3 separate regions of the Mus musculus genome follow, and regions 2 and 3 are each linked to region 1. The links are chromatin contacts, called in public HiChIP or PLAC-seq maps. All regions are on one chromosome and are shown on one strand. The core of a region is the stretch at or near the end of the contact, and the rest is flanking DNA. Distances in the headings are between cores, read along the strand shown.

Region 1 (3,242 bases), core at 292-2,791:
TGACACCAGGGAACCTGGCAAGCAGTCCTACCAGGAGTGGAAGAGAAGGTCCAAGAAGCAGCCTACAACTGCCCCAGGGCTCTGGAAAGGTGAGCCTGCGAGAGTGGTCAAGTCTGGAGTTCTAGGGGACGAGAGTTGTGAGAGTAAGAGAAGGGAAGTCAAGGCTTGAGAGTGTGGATAGAGTTGGGGAAAGGACTCTCCGGAGCCCAGCCTGGGCACCTCACAGGTCCTAACCTCCACCCACTTTCAACTTTTTGCTGTTCCCGTTAGATGGCGCTCAAGACTTTCTAACCATTTGTGAAAGTGCTCCTGGTCCGGAACAAAAAGAGCCTTATCGAGAGAGAGAGTGTGGAGTGGGCGTGAGCGGGGGGGGGGGGGGGGGGGCTGGGGGGGGGGATGTGGGGGTGAAAGCACACCAGGGCGCGGGCGTCGCCTGGCACCAGGAGGAGCGGTCACGGGTCAGCTGGCCCCGGGCGGGGGTGCATCCCAGGCAGGGCCTCCTCCGCAGCGGGCCCAGAACTTTCTCTGCTTCCTCTTCCTTTCCCATTCCGCTTTTCTCCTGGTCCCTGCTGAGCAGTTGGCAGATGGGTTTCGGCCTCCGGAAGGCCGAGGACTGCACATCTATGCAGGCCCTCCGTGCTCTGGAAGAAAGAGGCCTGGAATTGAGCAGTGGCGCTGGGGTTCAGACCAATTCTCCCCACGAGTACCCCCACAAGGGTTCTGAGTTCTCAAGCTCCAGCTCTGCACATCAGCCATGGGACAGGTGCAGGTTTTGTTTTAGGCTCTCAAAGTGATGTTTCTAAGTTCCCCGAGTGCATGTTTCAAGCAATACAGAGCAAACTTTCTGGTCCCCGGGCGGATGACGCCTGAATGAAGTCAAACCACCGTCCTTTTAAAACTATAAAATGAAAGAAACTAATGAAAGGCCCTGGAAACCCTGAAGCATTAGATGTGACCACTTATTTTTAAATAATTATGCGACGAGTGATCGGGGCTTCCAAAGCTTTCCAAATATCTCTTCTTTCGCAGTCTCTAGGAAGTGTCTTGACTGTAGGCGAGCGGGTACTCTGATCTTTCCCTTCCCTTCCCTTCCCTGTTCGCCCAAGTGTTCAGGAGCTGTGTGCCCGGTTACCCCTAGGACCGGAGGGAGCAGACACCTTCCTTTGTGAGTCCCCCTGGCTGGGAACTTTCCCGCGCGGCGGGTTCCCCTTTAAGAAAGTAGCGATTGCTATGAATATTTAATGCGGAGCTGGAGCCCGTCGGGCCGAGGGGAGACCCGGCCCGCGCTCTGCGGCCGGGGCGTAGCTCTAGCTCATCCCCCACCAGTTCAGCCACGGTAGGATGAGGAGGATGAGGGTTTGCGGGAGGAAAAGCTTTGGAGAGATGGGGTGCGGGACTATGGAACCCGCTTGAGTCCAGTAGGCCAGCGCGGGTCATTTCCATAAGAAAGCCGCAACCCAGCTGGAGGCTGCGGTTCTTCATGGCCTCCCTGCCCCCACCATCATTGGCAGCGTGTCGCGGGCTTCTCTGCAGCCTAGATCTAGGCGACTGGTGTGGATTGGTGTTGATGAGATGTGGCTTCCAGCGTTGCCCGACTCAGACCTGTTTCCAGTCTGGATGGAGCGGACCGACTGTGTGGGGTGAGTCCAGGGTGCGGCGGAGCCAGTAAGAGTTGAGGAGAGCGCGGGGAAGCTAGTCCGTAGTGGGCACCTCGGATTAGGAAGTCCTGAGAAGTACTCTGAAGCGGGGTGTGAAGAGAGAGTACTGGGAGAAGGCCTAGGAAGCTAAGCCGTCCTTGCTGCCCCTCTCAAATCCCCGGAGCTTTCGCTTTCAGTGGGTGACCCTCTTCCAGCGAAGGGATGGAAAGTGAACTTGGTCGGGCATTTGATCTAGCTAGCAAAGCGGTTCTTTTCTGTGTACATTGAGTACATTGAGTTTCTTCTCTGCTTTCAAGAGCCCACGCACGATGGCCACGCATCTTCAGGTCTATCAAACACACACACACACACACACACACACACACACACACACACACACACACATACACACACACATCTAGAGAAATTAAAACCTAGATCTATAGTGTTCAAAAAAAAAAAAAAAGCAAAGCAGAGGAGATAATGTGTGAGACAGCCGTCTTCACTTTGCCTTCTATTGGGAAAAGTTGCCTGAGAAGGAATAACTTCCCTTTTATGGATTCTGAACCACCTGTACTTTGCTACAAAGCTTAGTTGGGTCACAAATAAAACACCAGTTACATCGAGCAATGAAACCAATTACAACTATTAACAACTTTATTACTTATGATTAGACTTGAGAACTTTAAACTCAGACAATATGATCGAGTTATTTTTCAAACCAGCTAAGATTTTTACACCATCCCTCCCCACTCCACTTCCTACCCCTGTCCCCAAGAAGTAAGAAGAGTAGAAATGATATTTCAGGGAGTTTGTATGTATCCGTGGTCAATATTATATTTGTTTCTTTTAGTAAAGTTTGTTGCTTCTTGTACCTAATGGTACCTTGATTCCTGATTCTGTCGAGTTATGGAGAGCATAATTGAAGATGGCTGGTTACAACCGACTTGGTTTGGATGTGGAATTGGGGCAAGCACTCTCTCCCAGTACTCTAGTAATGCTGAAAACCCAAATCTATTTAAAAGGACAAGTTGTTTTAACTTCTACCACAGATGGGGTGAGAGGAACAAGTGAAACTCAACAGCTAAGGAGAAAATGAAGAACTAGTGCTACGTTTTCCACGTTCTTTTTGCTCCGGGGTTGACATGGCATTTGGTGAGTCTTTCCTGAGACTGTGGCTGTCTGGAGAGGGGAAAGTATCAGAGAAGTTTTACCAGTCTTAAGGCTACCTCCAGGAGGCTGTCCACCACTTCCCTCTGTCTCCATGCCAGCCTCTTGTTATCCCCAAGTGGAAATCCCTGCTCAGTTGTGTGTGCAAGGCTTGGGGCAAAGGAGGAAATTAAATTGCTGTCCACAGTAAGAAAAACGGAGCAACTTACAAAGAAAGGCTCTTCCGCCTCTAGGAAAGAGGCAAGGTGAGCAGTGGTGCAGTTGGAAGGGGCCAGTTATTTCTTATGTCACCTCTGCTCACAGTCCTGGCTTTCTAGAGAATCTGGGTGTCCAGGGCAAGGAGAATGAAGTCTGTCTTGCTCAAGACACCTACCCAGATCCTCAGCTCCTGGGTGGAAGCCCACAGTCCCAACATGCATCTACTTCTGAGATACC
Region 2 (3,242 bases), core at 440-2,939, 790 kb after region 1:
TATCCCTTGATGGCCTTGAAGATGTTCTGGTGGAATTGTTCTGAATCAGGTTACCTTTTAAGCATACACATCTTTTCCTGAGTACCAAGCAGGATTTTGCCATTACCAACCAATGTTGCAGAGAGGTTTTATTCTTGTTTCTTAGGATAAAAAGTTTTACACCAATGGGTTTTTGTTTGTTGTTTTGTTTTCACTGTAGTGGGAACTTCAGATTGAGCCCAATAACGATGTTGCCCAATAGATGGGATCTAAATGTTCAGAGTACCAAAATAGTTTCCCTTCCAAAGAGCTCTTTTATAAACTGTAGCTTTCGAGCTTTGAATCTAACACTCACAATAGCCTTTGCACTTTGCAGTCTTCTGGGAAAGATGAGTTGGTCTGGTTCTTCTAGTTGAGCAATATATGAAACCCACCTGGGAATCCTGGGAAAGTCTGGCCAACACTTCTCTTCTGCTCCATTTTCTCCTCCCCCCACTGATGAACTTCTTTGAAAACCACAAAGCTTAGGATCATCGTGTTTTCCCACCTAGAAGAAAATACACAAGAATAATTCAATTGCTCATGCACAAGAAGTTTAAACCTATTAAGAATTCTGTTGAACAGTCTCATAAAGGCTCATTGAGTCACAAATATAAAGCCAATAGTCTCTCTCTCTCTCTCTCTCTCTCTCTCTCTCTCTCTCTGTGTGTGTGTGTGTGTGTGTGTGTGTGTGTATGTGTGTGCGTGTGTGTGTGTCGTTATTGTAGAGATATGCTGTAGAATACAAATTGTGAAAGGAAATTAGTCAGTAGCAAGTGCCTGATGGTGAATGTCTCCTGTCTGTTTTATACTCATGTGTTTAAAGCAGTAACTTTTGTAAATTCCATTCCTTAGCTAGTCTCCCTCCTTCCCTGGTCTAGCTGTACACACAGACAGCACCTGAGCCCTGTCAGGCAACAGAGAACACCACACAGTTATTGCAATGGCTTTTTGACCACAGTGCCCTTCACAATTTTAAATGAAATTTGGAAGCCAGAAATACAGCCTGACTTCAAACTTTTGTCCACCAAGGCTTTTAGTACTGTTACGGCTTCCAGAAAGGTTTCTTGAGAATCATTAACTTTTTCGGAGACACGGCTTTTCCTTCTGTCCATAATGAGCTGCGTAACAGCTTAATGCAATGTTACTCTTAATTATCAAGGCCCTGTCTTTTAAATATCAGATTCCCCTCTCTGAACTGTCCTGCTCTCTCCTCAGAGGCTCATCTGTCACTGTAAATGCCATTACTGTATTCCTACTTCAGACGCAGGCTCACTCTTATCCCAAGCCTTATCTCTGTTTCCGTCCCCCTATTGGACCACAAAGATCCCTTTTGCAGAGCTTACAGCTGTATCCGCTTTCTACACGTGGCACATGATTGCTTCGGTAAAGGTATTTTCTGTTTCAATCTTGCATTTTCCCAAGGGGGAACAAAGGGGACAGGCTTTCTGGAGTTGGTTTCACTGAGAAAATTGTTTAGAATTGCCTCATTCCTCAGCAGATTAACGGATGCATACAATCCCAGCTTAAGTGCTATTGTACGGCACAATTTCTTCATTATACTTTGTCCTTTCCATTTAGAAAACCCCTCACCAATTAAAGTAATACAGCCTTCCAATACCTGCTCCCAATTAAACCTGAGCTGTACTGCCTGCCCCGATGCAGCTGGTCACAGGTTCTTACCACGTACCCGCATTCATTAGGCCTGTTCATTATCAGGGGATAGTGGCAGGAATTCAAGGCACTGCCTTCCTTTTTAGGACAACACCAAAATTATCAGCTTTCTACCCAAGGTCCCAATAAGGACAGGATTAAGTGTAAGGGGAAGGGATTCAGACAGTAGCAAACTGCCATTGTCCCTGGCCTCTCAGGTTCCCTCTATCTAAATGCATCAAAAGGATACAGTGCAGGTACAAAAGAATTCCCCTCTTAATTAAAGGATTACTTTCTCCCTCAGAGTATACCCCAGCTTTATGGCCGGCCCTCCTTCCTCAAGCTCTTTCTCCTAGAGCAAAGGAAGAAGGGCGACAGGAGAACTGAAAGTGACCAGGAAGTCCACTCCCTGAAGCTGTGGCACTTAAGACGGGGCTTTCGAGCTTCAGGCTAGGCTCCACTTTTTGGGGAAAAGGTTATTTTTTCTATCCACAGCTTTAAAAGTCTCTGAGACCTATATCTGGGTCCTTTCAGCGAAATCTTGCTAGTGTATGCAATGGTGTCAGCATTTGGAAGCTGATTATGGGATGGATCCCTGCATATGGCAATCACTAGATGGTCCATCCTTTCGTCACAGCTCCAAATTTTGTCTCTGTAATCGGCCATCACTGCAAAGAGAGGCCCATTGGACTTGCAAACTTTATATGCCCCAGTACAGGTGAACGCCAGGGCCAAAAAGGGGGAGTGGGTGGGTAGGGGAGTGGGGGGGGGTGGGTAGGGGGGACCTTTGGGATAGCATTGAAAATGTAAACGAGGAAAATACCTAAAAAAAAAAGTCTCTGAGAAAGGAGTGAGGTGTGGGTAGGCAGACTATCAACTGGGACTTAAGTACTAATGGGGCATAGTGACATCCGTGGGTGTTCCTGGATAAATTTCAGCCTGCCTGTGACCACATACAAGTGTGGGTGCACCACCACATTCTTGTACTTTCATAGTGAAGAAAGCATAGTGGTTATTCCTAGGGAATGACTCAGATTTTTCTCTCATGGTTCTTGAGCAGAGAAGGGCAGGGGGAGCAAAAGCAGGTGGGGAGAGGCGTGCCACAGACTAGAAAAGAGAAGCCTCTTCAAACGCACTCCAGAGAAAATTCAGGAGACAAAGAAGCGCAGTCAGCCTGCCAGGGTAGCCTCCATGAGACAATAAGCAACACAGAAAGCCTGTAGGTCCCACAAGCAGAGCTCCCAGAATTCAAAGACAGAGTCTGAAAACTCCCTCAGTCTCTAGGCATTCTGGGGGCAGCAGAGCATCTTAGACATCTCCTAGGTCGTTTGTCTAGAATCTAAGTAGCCTCTGCCTGTGCCTGACAGGGGGTACTAAAATGTCCTCTCCAAATGCTGGAATGGTATCTTCTAGCATTCTTGAACAATCACTTACCTTTGGGCATTGAAATTTTAAAAAGGGACCAGTACCCTCTAGGACTTTGTGTCTAGAAACATTGACTGTGGAGAAGCCACAGACTGCTCTGCAGAGAAGAGAGATGAACTGCTGGGTGCTGGGTGCTGGGTGCTGGG
Region 3 (3,242 bases), core at 514-3,013, 600 kb after region 1:
GCCAGCCAGAGCCTTGCATTTACCAAACAGGCTGTCTACCATTGAGTTGAATCTCAAGTCACTGTTGATTTATTCTGACAGAAAATTGCATCATCTGCACACAGAAGCAGCCATTGTCCTATCTGTGGTGTGTGTGTGTGTGTGTGTGTGTGTGTGTATAAGTATGTTTGTGTATGTATATGTATGTGTACGTGTATTTATGTATATGTGTATGTGCATGTGTATGTGTGTGTATGTGTGTTTGTGTGTATTTGTGTATGTGTTTCACTGATAACAACTATCTCCATGCTATGTTATGGAGAGGGGTCTATGATGTATAGCTTTTCCCTTGTCAACACTTTAATCACTATGATAATTCTTAATTAATTAAGATGCTTATTTGAGGGTTGTTTGGAAAGTACAAAACTATTTGTATTCTATTGTTTTTGAGAAATATTAGAATTATATATTTATGTCAAATGCCTTCTTGTCACCAGGAAGATAACCAAACACTACTTTCCCTTCAATTAATTAAAAGAATAAACTAAGGTAGGAGAGATGGTTTCACAGTTAATCGCATAGGCTGCTTTTCCGAGTACCTAAATTTGATTCCCAGCGCCCACAATCACCCGGAACTCTACTTCCAGGGATAGCCAACAGTTTTCCCTAACCTCTGTGGACTCCAGAAACACACATTATGTATAAATATACATGCAAAACACCCGAACACATATAAAACAATAAATTATAGTTCTAAAATGAACTTTTGCCTACATCTTTTTTAAAGAAAAAAATAGCATCTTGTAAAATATCCTATTTTAAAGCTTGCATTGGGATCTATTATTGGTGTCCTGCTGATGCTCTGCCATTGCCAGGGCTGGTCCTGAGGCTGACATTTACTGCCAAACAGTAGAGAAGGTGCTTCCTTCTGTTTCTAGGCTCTGTCTGATCATAAGAACTAGAGGGAGCTGGTGTTTGAGTTATAAAGTCTCGCTCTGACTCCATCTGGGGCAGCTGATTTCTTTGTTGGTTTATTTTGCTTCTTGATTTTGTTGTTATTGTTCTGTTTGTTTGTTTTCTGGGGATCTTTTAAATAAACTTCCAGTTCCCCCTTCCTAAGAGTTCTGTTCAGCCTTTTTGTTTCCAGCCACTTGCTCTAATTTCAGGAGTTGATTCTATTCTGTTAAGGGCACGGGTTACCCAGCAGAGTCTAGTGTCCACAGAAGCCTTGGAAGCAGTTTCTAATTCCTAGCGTTCTGCTTTCATCTTTCCTAAGAACTTCATTCGCTGCTGCTTTTTGCCTCCGTTGACATAGCCGAGCAGGGCCGTGGTTCACCCTCTCATGACTATGAAGCCTTTTCCTGTATTCCTAAATGGAAAGGCATGTCTATCTACGATGAAATATTATTCTCCCTCCAAGTCCCTACCGAGGGTCTTACCTTGGCTCACTTTGTGGCTTTCTCTCTCTGGCTATTTTTCCTAGAGAGATGCAAAGACATTTAAGGTTAACGTAAGCTTCTTAATGCACAGAACATGAAAGGATTCTACTCTCCTTTGCTTAGAGTTTAAAATCTACAAACTCGGTTTCCACCCTAGAGTGAATTTGGTAGCTAGCCCAGACTCCTGTGTCTCAAGGCAACCTTGTTGGTTCTCCTGGTCCCAGTGTCATGGAGTGCTTAAGCCTGGTGCTATTGCAGTGGAGAGGCACGGTCCTGACCGGATGATCCATACAGTCTGCCAGACTGGGGAACACAGTAGAGGTCAGTTGCCAAGGTCACAGTTGTCTCATAGGGATCTTCTAGACAAAGCTGCTCTGCCTGACTGAGAAAGTAGGTAAGTTCGCTAGTGCAGAAGACCAGTCAAAAGAACAACACGTTCCTCAGAATTCTGTCCTTGCACACCATGGAATTGTCAAAGGTTACCTAGAGGCCAGTAAACAGAACAATAGCACTAACACTGTGTGAGCCTATTTGGGGAAAAAGATTGTTTCTGAATGATGCTCAGAACTCAACTGCTCTTAAATACAACTTCTCTTTGAAATGTTCATTTTATAATCTGATAAAGCCCAGAAGCAGTTCTTCTAAAATAAGGATAAATTTTAATGGAAGCACCAAACCATCTTATAAATTGTACATGTGCATACATGTATATTTATTTAAAATGTCTATTATATAACACTCTCTTAAAAATGTTTCTGATTCTGTGGAGAGAGACTATCTTAAGAGTGCCTTCCAAAAATTACAATTATTCTAAACACTGTATGATGGTTTAGGCAATTCGGTGTAGGTGGGTGGTCCTTAGACATGGTTCTTTGGCACATATCACAGCAGTGGTATTGATTTTATTAGCCTGTCAAGTCTACCTTTACAATATAGAATTAGATAGATATTCTGTGGAGTGGGTAGGCAATAAAGGAGCCAAGAAAGAAACCAAAATGAGTAGATTTCAAACAAAACAATCACAAAAAGTGTTTCAGCTTGTTTAGCCTTTGAATTCCAGTGAGAAAGTCCCAGGCTTCCCATTGTCTCCCAGATTCCCTCGAAAAGAAGTGATATTGTTTTTTTCTTTAAAAAAATGTAGCCTTTGTTTTTTCATGGTAGAAAATCCTAGTTAGCTGGGGGGAGGTTTTGAAGGCGCCTTTAGAAGAAGAGGAAGGTATAAAAGGCTTTTCAGGGGACTGTGGGAAGGCTGGACTTGCCTGGAGATGGAATTTGGAGCACAATGGCTCCCTGAAAAACTGTCAGTCAGTTTTCGAGGTGGAATTTAAATAACTCCATTGTTTTCTCAGAACTCCTGCTTTGTCCACCCTGTTGTCAGAATTACCACTCCATTGACGGCTTTCTAAAGCGTTCACTTTCAAGATTCTTCATTGAGTATTATATTGGTCTATAGGAGACTTCACTTGTTTATTGGAATAATGGGACCTATAAGTACGAATCCAGGGTCAAGAAATTCAGTTTGAGTTTCCAGTGGGAAAACTCAAAGGTATAAATCATTTCAAGACAATAATAAGACATCTTGTTGAGGAAAGAAAAATAAAACTGACACAAAGTAAGGATTGGCCTTAAAAAGTAATGGCTATAAAAGCCACACAAATAAAATCATGACTTTACTTCCCCTTAGAATTGCAGACATATTTAACAGCCAAAAACAAAAACAAAAACAAAAAAACAAAACAAAACCAAAACACACATGCACACACACACCAAGCACATCAGGCATTACCCATTACACATGGGGGACAGAGTACAACTTGTCAGGTT

Evidence for each region. HiChIP or PLAC-seq counts read pairs in DNA pulled down with a chosen protein or histone mark.
Region 2: a contact with region 1 is called in an H3K4me3 HiChIP or PLAC-seq map of embryonic forebrain, with 9 times the contacts expected there. The contact joins the enhancer-like site here to the promoter of Pantr2 in region 1. A contact is called at or near these places in 3 of 39 promoter capture datasets (cranial neural crest, hippocampal neurons and liver), 1 of 484 Hi-C or Micro-C datasets (liver), 9 of 115 datasets of contacts at active chromatin or transcription factors (craniofacial prominence, embryonic basal ganglia, embryonic forebrain and 6 more) and 2 of 9 other capture datasets (embryonic tail and embryonic trunk).
Region 3: an H3K4me3 HiChIP or PLAC-seq map of embryonic midbrain shows a contact between it and region 1, with 5 times the contacts expected there. The contact joins the enhancer-like site here to the promoter of Pantr2 in region 1. A contact is called at or near these places in 1 of 39 promoter capture datasets (liver) and 7 of 115 datasets of contacts at active chromatin or transcription factors (astrocytes, embryonic brain, embryonic forebrain and 4 more).

Annotation. Positions count from the first base shown.
Region 1 is chr1:42,711,753-42,714,994 of GRCm38.p6, reverse strand. Pantr2 (POU domain, class 3, transcription factor 3 adjacent noncoding transcript 2) reads left to right here and starts at 1,541. Exons shown (of 4, transcript NR_110495.1): 1 at 1,541-1,640; 2 at 2,690-2,792. All of the region lies in intron 1 of Gm46091 (predicted gene, 46091), which reads right to left.
Region 2 is chr1:41,917,193-41,920,434 of GRCm38.p6, reverse strand. It overlaps Gm29260 (a long non-coding RNA gene), which reads right to left. Exons shown (of 6, transcript XR_373362.3): 5 at 414-526. Among named protein-coding and RNA genes, the nearest start is that of Gm29260, 180 kb to the right of the region's middle. Within about 2 kb of position 1,689, at least 10 of the 459 cell types and tissues checked have an H3K27ac peak or open chromatin away from gene starts, as enhancers often do. A contact at or near this core is called in craniofacial prominence and embryonic forebrain, where this site is marked.
Region 3 is chr1:42,107,157-42,110,398 of GRCm38.p6, reverse strand. No RefSeq gene overlaps it. Among named protein-coding and RNA genes, the nearest start is that of Gm28175, 150 kb to the left of the region's middle. Within about 2 kb of position 1,763, at least 7 of the 459 cell types and tissues checked have an H3K27ac peak or open chromatin away from gene starts, as enhancers often do.